Regions from separate parts of the Mus musculus genome. Here regions 1 and 3 are each linked to region 2. Evidence: chromatin contacts called from public promoter capture Hi-C data. All regions are on one chromosome and are shown on one strand. The core of a region is the stretch at or near the end of the contact, and the rest is flanking DNA. Distances in the headings are between cores, read along the strand shown. Region 1 holds the start of Nhsl2 (NHS-like 2). Region 2 holds the start of Hdac8 (histone deacetylase 8). Region 3 has its middle 24 kb from the start of Tsx.

Region 1 (3,327 bases), core at 625-3,124, 660 kb after region 2:
CAGCAGGCTGTACACCGCAGGCTGTACACCGCAGGCTGTACAGAGATTTGGAAAAGTATTCTCCAAGTCTTATCAAGTTTCTCCTAGACTAATCCTGTTAATCAGTGGGACCCCAGGGAAAGAAAAACAATGACCTTCTTACCCTCTTTGTTAACTGAGAAGGAGCCAGACCCTGGGCCTTGGCTTGCCTGGTCCCCTACCTCCCAGAGGCTTCTGGTCCCGTGGCCACATTCCATCTGGCAGTCATCTGTGTCTTCCACCTTCCTTTGCTCAAAGGATTCAGTTTATTTTTCTCTAGCAGTGACCTCTGCCATCTACCTCAAAGGACAGAGACCTTTATGAAGGAAGAGGGGCGCCAGAACCTCTGACTCCTGTCATTTTGTTAGGGGTGGAGTCTGCAAGGAAGAAAGGCTGACCCAGACAATTCTCTCCCAAGGCCTCCCTCAAAAGTCAGCAAGTAGCCATCTTCCACCTCCTTCTGAAACTTTCTGGCACACTGCTCCCCCGACACCCCTTCCTAGCCTTCCCTAGGTGGCAATTGGCCCTGTTACCTGCCATTCCTCCTCTACTCTCAGCATTTTTAAACATACTCAGCCCCGACCCCGTTTAAGAGAAGTCCCACATTCTAAGGGAACGCTGCGTTTTTTGCAGAAGAGGTCCTCCCTATCCAAAGTGTTGAGATCCAAAGTAGTAAAGAGCCTGAGCTCCCGCCCGCCTCCAGTCTCACAGGTTCCTAGTGTTCAGTAAGGAAACTCCCGGGACCTGGCGTTTCTCGGGCATGGCTGGCGAGCACATTTTTAAGAAAACCGATGACAGTCTCTTTAAATGGTTCTCTCCCGCAAATCTGGGCAGCCGGACCTTAGCGGCTGGGGCGGGGGTTTGGGGTATGGAATCCGCTAAGCCCTGGGCAGTCTCCCCTCCCCCTGCCGGCCACTCCCAGCGAGGCAACGCGGAGTGTGCGGGGAGAAGCGAGCGGGAAGGGAGCTCGGAGACGGCTGGGCGCGGGAAGCCCGTTCGCAGTCCGGCACGAGGTCCCACGGGTCTGGCTGCAGCGGCCCCCGCCGCCCGGGAGGCAGGCGGGCAGCTCGGGCGCGATTTCCAAAGTGGCCCATCAGGAGAGACGCAGGCACGGCCATTCGGTTCCCGGAGCCACCGGGACTCTTTGGTCTGCGCCGCCCAGGACCCTACGGATCCCCTCCCTCTCCACCAAGCACTCCAGAGGTGGCGGCAGCCCCCAGACCTAAGCAGAGGGCCACTCGGGACCGGGCGAGCGGATCCCGGAAGGATCGGACGGCGGGAGGGCGTCCTGGAGGCCGTGTCCCTCGATCTTTGAGGGGCGGCCACGGGCAGACCCAGCGGGACATCCCCAGAGGCGGGTGGGAGAGGGTCGCGGGCGCCTCGCGCCTTTTACCTAGCAATTCTTCATCATCCTCCGGGCCAAGCAGGCGACAGGGAAGGCGGCGGCGGAGCCGGACGGTGCGCCGGTACAGGCTGTCGGTGCGGCGCCCCAGAGCCAGCAGGTGCCCCTCGAGGTCCTCCAGCAGAGCCAGCGAGTGGCCGCAGAGGTCTGCGAGCTGGCGGAGCAGACTGAGCGCGGCCAGGTGGCTCACGTCGCGGAGCTCAGCCAGCGGCTGCGGAGGGTTGCGCGGGCACAGACGCTGGGGCACCACAGTGCGCCGGTAGAACGGCATCCCGGGCGCGGGCGCGGGGACCGACCCGGTCCGCTAGCCTTGTGGCACTCGGGAATCCTGAGAGGCAGCGGCGGTCCTGGTGGAGCAGGGCCCGGGACGCGGGCGCGGGCGAGCGAGAGGCACGGGCGGCTGTGCGGGCAGGCGGCTTCACAGCCTGCAGCGCCGGCTCCCCGCGGGCTGCACACTCGCAGGAGCCACCAGTCCCTCTGACTCTGCTCCACTGGGCTCCTCCTCCCTGGCTTTCTCCTCCTCCCTCGCTCAGCTCACTCAGCTACTTCGGGATTCCTCCTCACCCCACCCCCACCATCCCCTTTCTTCTTCTTCTTTCTTTCTTTCTTTCTTTCTTTCTTTCTTTCTTTCTTTTGCGGTCAAAAATTCGCAGATTAACGCTTGATCCGGGAGAGAAGAAAAGGAAAAAAAAAAAAAAAGGAAAGAAGAGTAGAAAGAAGCTGAGAGTTAACCGAGGGAAGTCTGTGTGAATGTGTGTTTGTGATGGTCGGTGCGCAAAATGTGCCCGGGTCCTCCTGAGGAGCTTCAGGCCCAGTACCTTAACCCGGGTTAAGGTTGTTTTCTGCTTTGTTTTTTAAACTTAACTTTCTTTGTAAATACTGAACAATGCAGACACACCGGCGTACATACGAGCGAGTCACAGCAGAGACACGAAGTCTGGCTTCATGCATCTAGTTTTCCTTCTAAAATATACTCCTTGCCACGCACCAGTCTCCATTGAGCAAGCTAGCGGCCAGAACCTTAGAATCAGAGGAGAGAGAACCAAGTATCTTATTTGACTGTCCAGGAGGGAAGTGACCCTAGCACTGTGGAACTGTAAAGGCAAGAGCGAATAAATACAAACCCATTTTGTGGAGTAACTTATTTCGTTGGGATTGAGGGATCCAGTTTGCATTTTGTGCCAAAAGGGAACACCGATCTGTTTCCTTTGGGGGGCACAATGAGCTCCTGTAGTATCCCAGAAGAGGGGTTTCAGGAGCTGAGATGTGCTTTCAGTGCAGACAGCCCCGATTTCTCTCAACTGTAGAAGGTAAAATGTGCTCAGACAAGTAGAGTACCTTTAGTGTATTCTATGTCTGCATGCACTTGGGACATTTCCACCCAAAGCTGCTCACACTGAACTTTCAATGGTTTCTCCACTGCTCTGCTTTCATTTGGGCTGTGCTCCTTTTCATCCTACATATGCTCTGTTGAGTATAAGCCCACAGAATCTATTAGCAAAATATTTTTAAACAAAACACTTGTGCCCACACTAACACAATGTGGACTGTTTCCATTCTTTGCTTCAGAAAAGTTAATTGTTCCTTAGACAGTTCAAGAAAGCTCTATGCAGGCTGGAGAGATGGTACAATCATTAACAGCAACGCTGGCTGCTCTTCCAGAGGACTTGGGTTCAATTTCCAGCACCCACCTGGCAGCTCACAGCTCTCGGTAACTCCAGTTCCAGGGGATCCAACACCCTCTTCTCAGCTCTGAGGGCACCAGACCTACATGCAGGCAAATGCTTATACACTTAAAATAATAAAGTAAATTTAAAGAGAATCTCTGGTTTTAAATGTTTTGCTACACAAAATTAGTATGTGACATGATGGCTATATTCATTGGCTTTATTTATTAATTCTTCAAT
Region 2 (3,366 bases), core at 83-2,582:
ATGCATATCTCTCTCTCTCTCTCTCTCTCTCTCACACACACACACACACACACACACACACACACACACACGTACATACCTCAAGATTGCAAGAATATTAAGTATTGGGATACTAAATCGAATATTGACCACAGGTATAGCAGAAAGTCAACCTGGAAGCATCAAATTCACATAGTAAAAGGAGTATTTAGGTTTTGGGTGTTAGGTAGAGCTAATTTTGGATTGTTTTCCTACCTCAGTGTGTGACCGAGAATAGTTTTTACCCTCCAAAGTACATCTGCAAAGTGGACATGTTACAGCTTGCGTCATAGAACTGTTGAAAGGATTAAGATAATATCCAAAGTGCTTATCACGAAACAAAAGTTTAAAGCAAGCTTGTCTTTTAAAGAAAGTACAAATCTGGGCCTGTCTCGGAGGCCTCAGTGTGTCAGTTGAGGATGGTCTGAGTGCTGGGAGTCTGGGAATTGACCAGCTAGGCTCAGATCTTGTAGGCATCCAGAACCCCCAAACTTCTGGTGGAAATAACACTGCCTGGGGACACACTAACACCCTGTACACCAAACCTAAAACATTTGCCCTAACCGTTGTTTAGCTTCAGAAGCAAATGAAAGAAAAAGTGGCTGTGTGTTGGGGGATGGGGGAGGTGTGTTTTCCCACTACTTGGGAGAGAACCCTTGCTTTTCATCACATGAAAGCTCCACAGTCCCTGTCTCAGTTTTAGGAAGGTGACATCGGGTTTGTCAGAGTGGATTATTGGAGAGGCTGTTAATCTCTTTCAGACAGTGATGAAAAGTAGCGAACTAAAGTTGCAGCACGAAATTTACTCTGTAAACATTTCAAACAATCCTCAGCCTTAGCACCATTAGCTAATGTAGCTGGGTGGTGGTCTTGCCTGCTATTGAATGTATAGTTTACCTCTATTTAAATATTTAAATGATATTTGCAGTTTGAAAACTTAAAAGAGTTCAGACTCTTAGCGCCAAAACTTGAAACCACGTTTTTTTAGTGTTTAGCTGTGTTTCTTTCTGTTACCATACTCCTTTAAAACTACATCTCCCAGCATGCTTTGGAGCTGGTCTGACCTCATTTCAAATGGCCCCGTAGGGCAACAAGGCTGGTTACTTTTGACCGTGCTACTTGTGCCATGAAAAAATTGATCCCAATTGGCAGTTATTTGGTTTTTATATCTGTCAGGCACCTTTTTTGAACTGTGGTCATCAGTAGAAGGCATCTGGTCTGGAAGGGCCCATCCATCCCTGTAGTTGGACGAGGGACCAGGGAAACTGTCTCCGGCGATCTAAATAGGAGGGAATGTTGACAAGGGAGCACCGCTGGGGCTGAACAGAGGAGCAGGAACTGGAGCTCAGGCTGAGTCTGAAAACTGTTGGCTCCAGACTTTGGCTCGCGGACGGTTGGAAGTGGGAGATGGAGATGCCAGAGGAACCCGCCAACAGTGGGCATTCACTACCCCCGGTTTATATTTACAGTCCCGAGTATGTCAGCATCTGCGACTCCCTTGTGAAGGTCCCCAAACGGGTAAGAGAGGTCTGGATCAAAGACCACGGTTTGCGGGGATGGGGGTGGGAGGGTGTGAAAGGGAGTACATTAGGAAACGAGAAAACTGGACTGAAGGATACCTTCAGCAAAAATGTAACTAGCAGTGCCAGGCACGCCAAGCCGAGCAGAAGGAAGTGGTTCATTACCTTCAGAGAGCGCAGTGGGGCATCCAACGCTCGAGTGGGGGCGGGGGGCGGGGGAGGGGAAGGATTGGCGCAGAGGTGAGCGGAGTTACCAATAGGGGGTCCTGGACCACAAACTGTTAGGAGAGAGTATTCCATCACTTGCGTTAGTAAAGCTGGGGAGCTTCGAATCTTGGCGATTTTGAGACTCTGTGTTTGTCTTAAGTGTATTCTGTTAAAGTGACAGAAGGGAGAAGAGAGAAAGTAGTTAGTTCTCCGCGCAGGCTGTTGTTGTTAATGGCATTTCAGTACATTGAACCTTAAGGAGACTGCTCTGCCTTTCTTTGATGCTGTTTCAGGCCAGTATGGTCCACTCTCTGATCGAAGCCTATGCCCTGCATAAACAAATGAGGTAAGTGCGTTGACCTTTCTGAACATGATCATTTCTGAGGGCAGGCGTGTTCATAGCCTTAACACCTTGTCTCCTCCCAGTGGGACTAACCAGCGAGAAATGCTGCGTTCAAAAAAAAAAAAAAAAAAAAGCTTGTGTGGGAGTGGGGTGTTCATAGTCTTTGTTAGATGCTTGTACCGCCGGGAAAGCTTGAGAACAGTTGGGAAAGGCACACGAAGGGGTTAAGATCCCTTAGAAAAGAGACTTTGCTTCTAGACATGTGAGGAGGTGTTAAGCTGGAAAATGTTTTGTTTTATATTTGGTCTGGATTTTGTTTGTTTTCTAAAGCTAGATTTGGGGATGTGGGTTCAATTTGAGACTTAGATCTGCTACCCCACCCCCATCACCACCAAACTTTAACCTGGTCTCTGTTGACCACACAAGTAAAGCTAGCTACATCCTTCTCAAAAACAAGCCAAAAACAAGCTTTCTGTTGATTGCCAATTCTATATTTAATGTCATAAATGAAAGTATTATGGACCTGGCACATGTCAAATCAGGTTTTCTCATTACTGACCAACTACGTGACTGGCTAGATCACCTAATGCTGCATTTTCTTCACAGAAAGTAATATAATAGGTTTTCATATTTTATTCTTAGTATTAAGTCATTTTTAGTGTGTACATTCTTTTGGAATGTGTTGTTGTTTTGAGACAGAGTCTCACTGTGTAGTTCTGGCTAGCCAAGAACTGTTAACATCAACCAGGCTGGCCTTGAATTTACCAAGAACCACCTGCCTTGCCTCCCAGGTGCAGGATCAGCAGGTTTGCAGCACCATACCCTTCTAGGAATGTTTTCCTCCCTATGCTTAATTCCTATGGTCATCAAAATAACTACTTGTCTTTCCTTAAAAGTATTTTAACACTTTTCTGAGCCTGGTGGTACAGGCCGTTAATTCTAGGCCTTTGGAAGGCTGAGACAGGAACATCACAACTTCAAAGCCAGCTGGGTAACTTAGCCACACCCTGTCTCAAAATACAATTTTTAAAGGGGTTTAAGATAGTGTTCAATGTGTAGAACACTTGCCTAACATATAGGAGGTCTAGGCTCCCACACACAAAATTAACACTTACAAATATTTTATTGCAAACAAGATGTCAAAGCAAAGTCATTAGCTCGCTGCTGAGTAGTCAGTAGTCTTTCCTTTTAGGGTGAGTGAAACAGATGGGAAGGTGCTACAAGGCAACAATTAGAAAAGGCTGGGATGGCAGGGCGTGGTGGCGCATGCCTTTAATC
Region 3 (3,411 bases), core at 194-2,693, 930 kb before region 2:
AAAAGCAAAAAGATATAGGGAAAATTCACAAATGCATCGAAATACAATTTGCCTAAACATCCAAAGAATGAAAGAAGGGAAATTATAAAATATGAAGATGGATAAAAGCATCTCAAAGTAGCAGCAGACCAGAAGTTGTAGCATGGAGTAATAGTTGTAATAGGAAATTTATACTTGTAAATACTGACATAAAAGAAACATTAAAAAGACAGTTAAAAAAAATGGGTGCTGTAAATCTGACCAAGAACCCACAACTTGGACACTCAAAGACCCTTGGGGTGATAGTGGTGGACCATCCATTATTATTTTGCTTATCAGACACATCGTCTAACTCCTCTCTAAATACAGACCTCCAACGGGAGAGGCTGGCTCAGTGGTTGAGAGCACTGGCTGCTTGCTCTTCCAGAGCACCTGAATGCAATTCCTAGCAACCACATGGTGGCTCAAAGCACATGGTGGCCCACAACCATCTACAATGGGATCTAATTTCCTCTTTCATTGTCCATGAAGACAGAGAACACATATACATTAAGTAAATAAAGAAACGAACAAATAAATGATCTTTTAAATGAATACTTCTAGACCCATGGATTAGGGTAGCTCTCAGACCTCCCCAGAGACACTTCTTTGTGTAGTGACCAGGGCTTTGATGTGGTCAAAATGGAGAGAATAGTATCTGTAGAGTGTGAAGGGTGCTCAGTTCTAAATGGAGCATCTATATCACACAGTTACATGCAAACCTCAGAGAAAATCACTTAAGACAGGGGCCATCTGGGCTGGGGGTTAAGCAGCAGTGACAGGACCGGTGCTCAGGAGCTCACAGCAGCTGTGATTCCAATACTAGGGGAGGTACTCGATCTACCGCTGAGGAGCCATTGGGAGTTAATGGTGTGGCCCTCTGATAGATCCATCAACCTGCAATGGATGACCCCATCTCCATGCATATATGGTTGGTTGGCACAAACGGGACCCAGTGTGTTATTAAAAAACAAAAACACCATTAAAAAAACCACCACACCAGGCCAAAGCCATCATTTTTAGCATCACAAAAAAAATTGAATAAAATGAACAATTTCTTCGACTCTATCAGGGAAATAACATTCCCCAAATTACAAAGTCTCTTAGAGAGAGCAGCGACTTGCTGATGAGTGAGAAAACAGCTCCTGTCCACAGACAGTGTGAACACAGGAAAACAAACTGACGCTTTCTTGGAAGGTTTGTTTGAATAAATTTAATAATAAGATAATCCAGGCTATATCCAGCGAGCAATACACTTTTGTGACTTTTCTTCATAGGAGCCCTAGAGCATGTTTTTTAGTGAAAATGATCTCCATAGGGATTGGAACAGAAAGAGAAAAGGAAGCATTCTGAAACACCCCCATAGCAGTCTGCTCTCCTAGCTTCAGCCTCAGACAAACGTGACTCATTAGAAATTCAAGTAACTGAGTCCCTTAATCCCCAGGCTGACATGCAACTCCTGAGCTCGAACATTGCCCCACCTTAGCTTTCATAAGACTCAAACCGACCTGAAGGGAGGGAAAAAAAAGCCCAATTCTAGCCCACCACGCTTCTGCTTAACCGACGGGAAGGAAAACTGTACAAGACCCAAGAAGAATCGCTGTGATGACCACAGTTGAGTGGCATAGATACAGCTAATGAACACCCTGCCACCATCAAGGCCTCCTGTAATATCAGAGAAATACAATAACGTGTCATACAACTCAGAACTAATTCAAGAAGTCTCTAGAGCAACCAAAGCAACAAATTAGGAAAAATAAAGACACTTGGAACATTCTCCAACCTGGGATCCCTCTGGCTGTATCAAACAGTGGACACATGGTATAGCCCTCATTTTCAACCACATCAAACACTGTATGTAAAGCTTACTAAAACAAAAAAATCTCAGCTAGAAAATACAGATCAGAACCAAATTCAGGCGTGGTAGACATCTGCAAGGATTAGATGGTACATCTAATTATGATTAACATGGTAAAAGTGCTAAAACAAAACAAAACGGTAGACTGGTTTTGACCCCCGGACAAGGGACAGAAGTGCTTATTTTACATATCAATGCAGACCTGGCTTCCAGGTTCTACTAGCAGCGTTCAGTCCCTGCCTGATATACCTTGTTCCCAACCTTGAACTTTCCAGTTCAGGGGCTTAGCTGCCCTTCCACAAGACGTTCTTTCCAATGTTATCTAGACATTTTGCGCCCCACCCTTCTCCTCTCTGCACGAGCGCACCCCTTCTTCCCTTTTCTCCTCTCCCCTCTCCCCATGGCAACTCCTCAATCCTTGAAGCCAGTGAACTCCCCGAGAGCAGTTCCCCAATAAGCCTACCTTTAATGCAATCGGACTTGAATAGTCTCGTTTCACGGGCAGAGAAGTCATTGATCGGAGACAACATGCATGAATAGGAGACCAACACCATCAACACAACCGATGCTCAAAATCAATAGCATTAAGAAGTGAGCATTCATAAAGATTTGGAAGCTAACACTTCAGAGCACACTCCAGAAGAACAAATGGGGTGTGAGGGGAAGGGATTTAGTTAGGGATTTTGCTTGTCATTGGCGGTGCATCTCTGCAATCCCCCAAATCTGGAAGGCTGAGGAGGATCAGAAGCTCAAAGGCTGCCTGGAATGCGTGGGGAGAATCTCCCTCTACCAATAAAGAGACAAACAATGCCAGACAAGCAGAATGTATCAGGAGACAACTGGAAATGGGATAAAGATACAAGATAATACCTAAAACCTAATGGAATGAATGAAGCTAAAGCCGCACAAAGGTGTGTGTATTGGGGGGTGGGGGGAGTTACAGATGCGCATTCCTAAGGAAGGAATCTCTGAGTCACCACCACCTGCAGGAAAACCTTGGCAGAAAACAGAAATGACAAAGGCTCGAGCGTAAATACAAAATTTTAAAATGCTGTTTTTCTTGAAAAAAAATTTTTTTTAAGAAGCTGATGAAACTAAGCTACACCAATAACAAACTCAAATCACGTTTGCAAAAGGAGACCTTACAATCAGTCAATGCTTAAAATCTCTCAAGAGCCGAAGCAGAAGGGATGCTATCTAACTCAATTCATGATGCCAGAGTGATCCTGATATCAAAGCCAGAAAGAGACACAAAAGAAAGTTAAAAATTTATAGCCCACATCCCTGATGATCATCATCATTACAATATCCATAACCCGAGTTTGATGGAATTAAAATATCCAGGTGGGATTTACTCATGGAATGCAAGAATGATTCAACATACAAAAATCAATGAACACGATATCACCACAATACAATGACGATCATCTTGATAGCATTAAAACAAAAACAAACAAACAAACAAACAAACAAACAAAAAAACCCACGGGGCTGGGGAGATGGCTCAGCGGTTAAGAGCACCAACTGCTCTTCTG

What was found. Promoter capture Hi-C pulls out the DNA fragments that hold promoters and counts their contacts.
Region 1: a contact with region 2 is called in a promoter capture Hi-C map of second pharyngeal arch cranial neural crest, with 2.8 times the contacts expected there. The contact joins the promoter of Nhsl2 here to the promoter of Hdac8 in region 2. A contact is called at or near these places in 3 of 39 promoter capture datasets (frontonasal cranial neural crest, hippocampal neurons and second pharyngeal arch cranial neural crest).
Region 3: a contact with region 2 is called in a promoter capture Hi-C map of embryonic stem cells, with 5 times the contacts expected there. The contact joins the enhancer-like site here to the promoter of Hdac8 in region 2. A contact is called at or near these places in 5 of 39 promoter capture datasets (the 3T3-L1 cell line, cranial neural crest, embryonic stem cells and 2 more), 14 of 484 Hi-C or Micro-C datasets (CD4 T cells, the G1E-ER4 cell line, the N1E-115 cell line and 10 more) and 2 of 115 datasets of contacts at active chromatin or transcription factors (astrocytes and embryonic forebrain).

Annotation. Positions count from the first base shown.
Region 1 is chrX:101,847,932-101,851,258 of GRCm38.p6, reverse strand. Nhsl2 (NHS-like 2) reads right to left here and starts at 1,874. Exons shown (of 8, transcript NM_001163610.1): 1 at 1,412-1,874. The coding sequence starts at 1,691.
Region 2 is chrX:102,503,124-102,506,489 of GRCm38.p6, reverse strand. Hdac8 (histone deacetylase 8) reads left to right here and starts at 1,332. Exons shown (of 11, transcript NM_027382.4): 1 at 1,332-1,536; 2 at 2,039-2,091. The coding sequence starts at 1,426. It overlaps Gm32262 (a long non-coding RNA gene), which reads right to left. Exons shown (of 14, transcript XR_003953070.1): 14 at 1,164-1,911.
Region 3 is chrX:103,436,978-103,440,388 of GRCm38.p6, reverse strand. It overlaps Tsix. Among named protein-coding and RNA genes, the nearest start is that of Tsx, 24 kb to the right of the region's middle. Within about 2 kb of position 1,443, at least 8 of the 459 cell types and tissues checked have an H3K27ac peak or open chromatin away from gene starts, as enhancers often do. A contact at or near this core is called in embryonic stem cells, where this site is marked.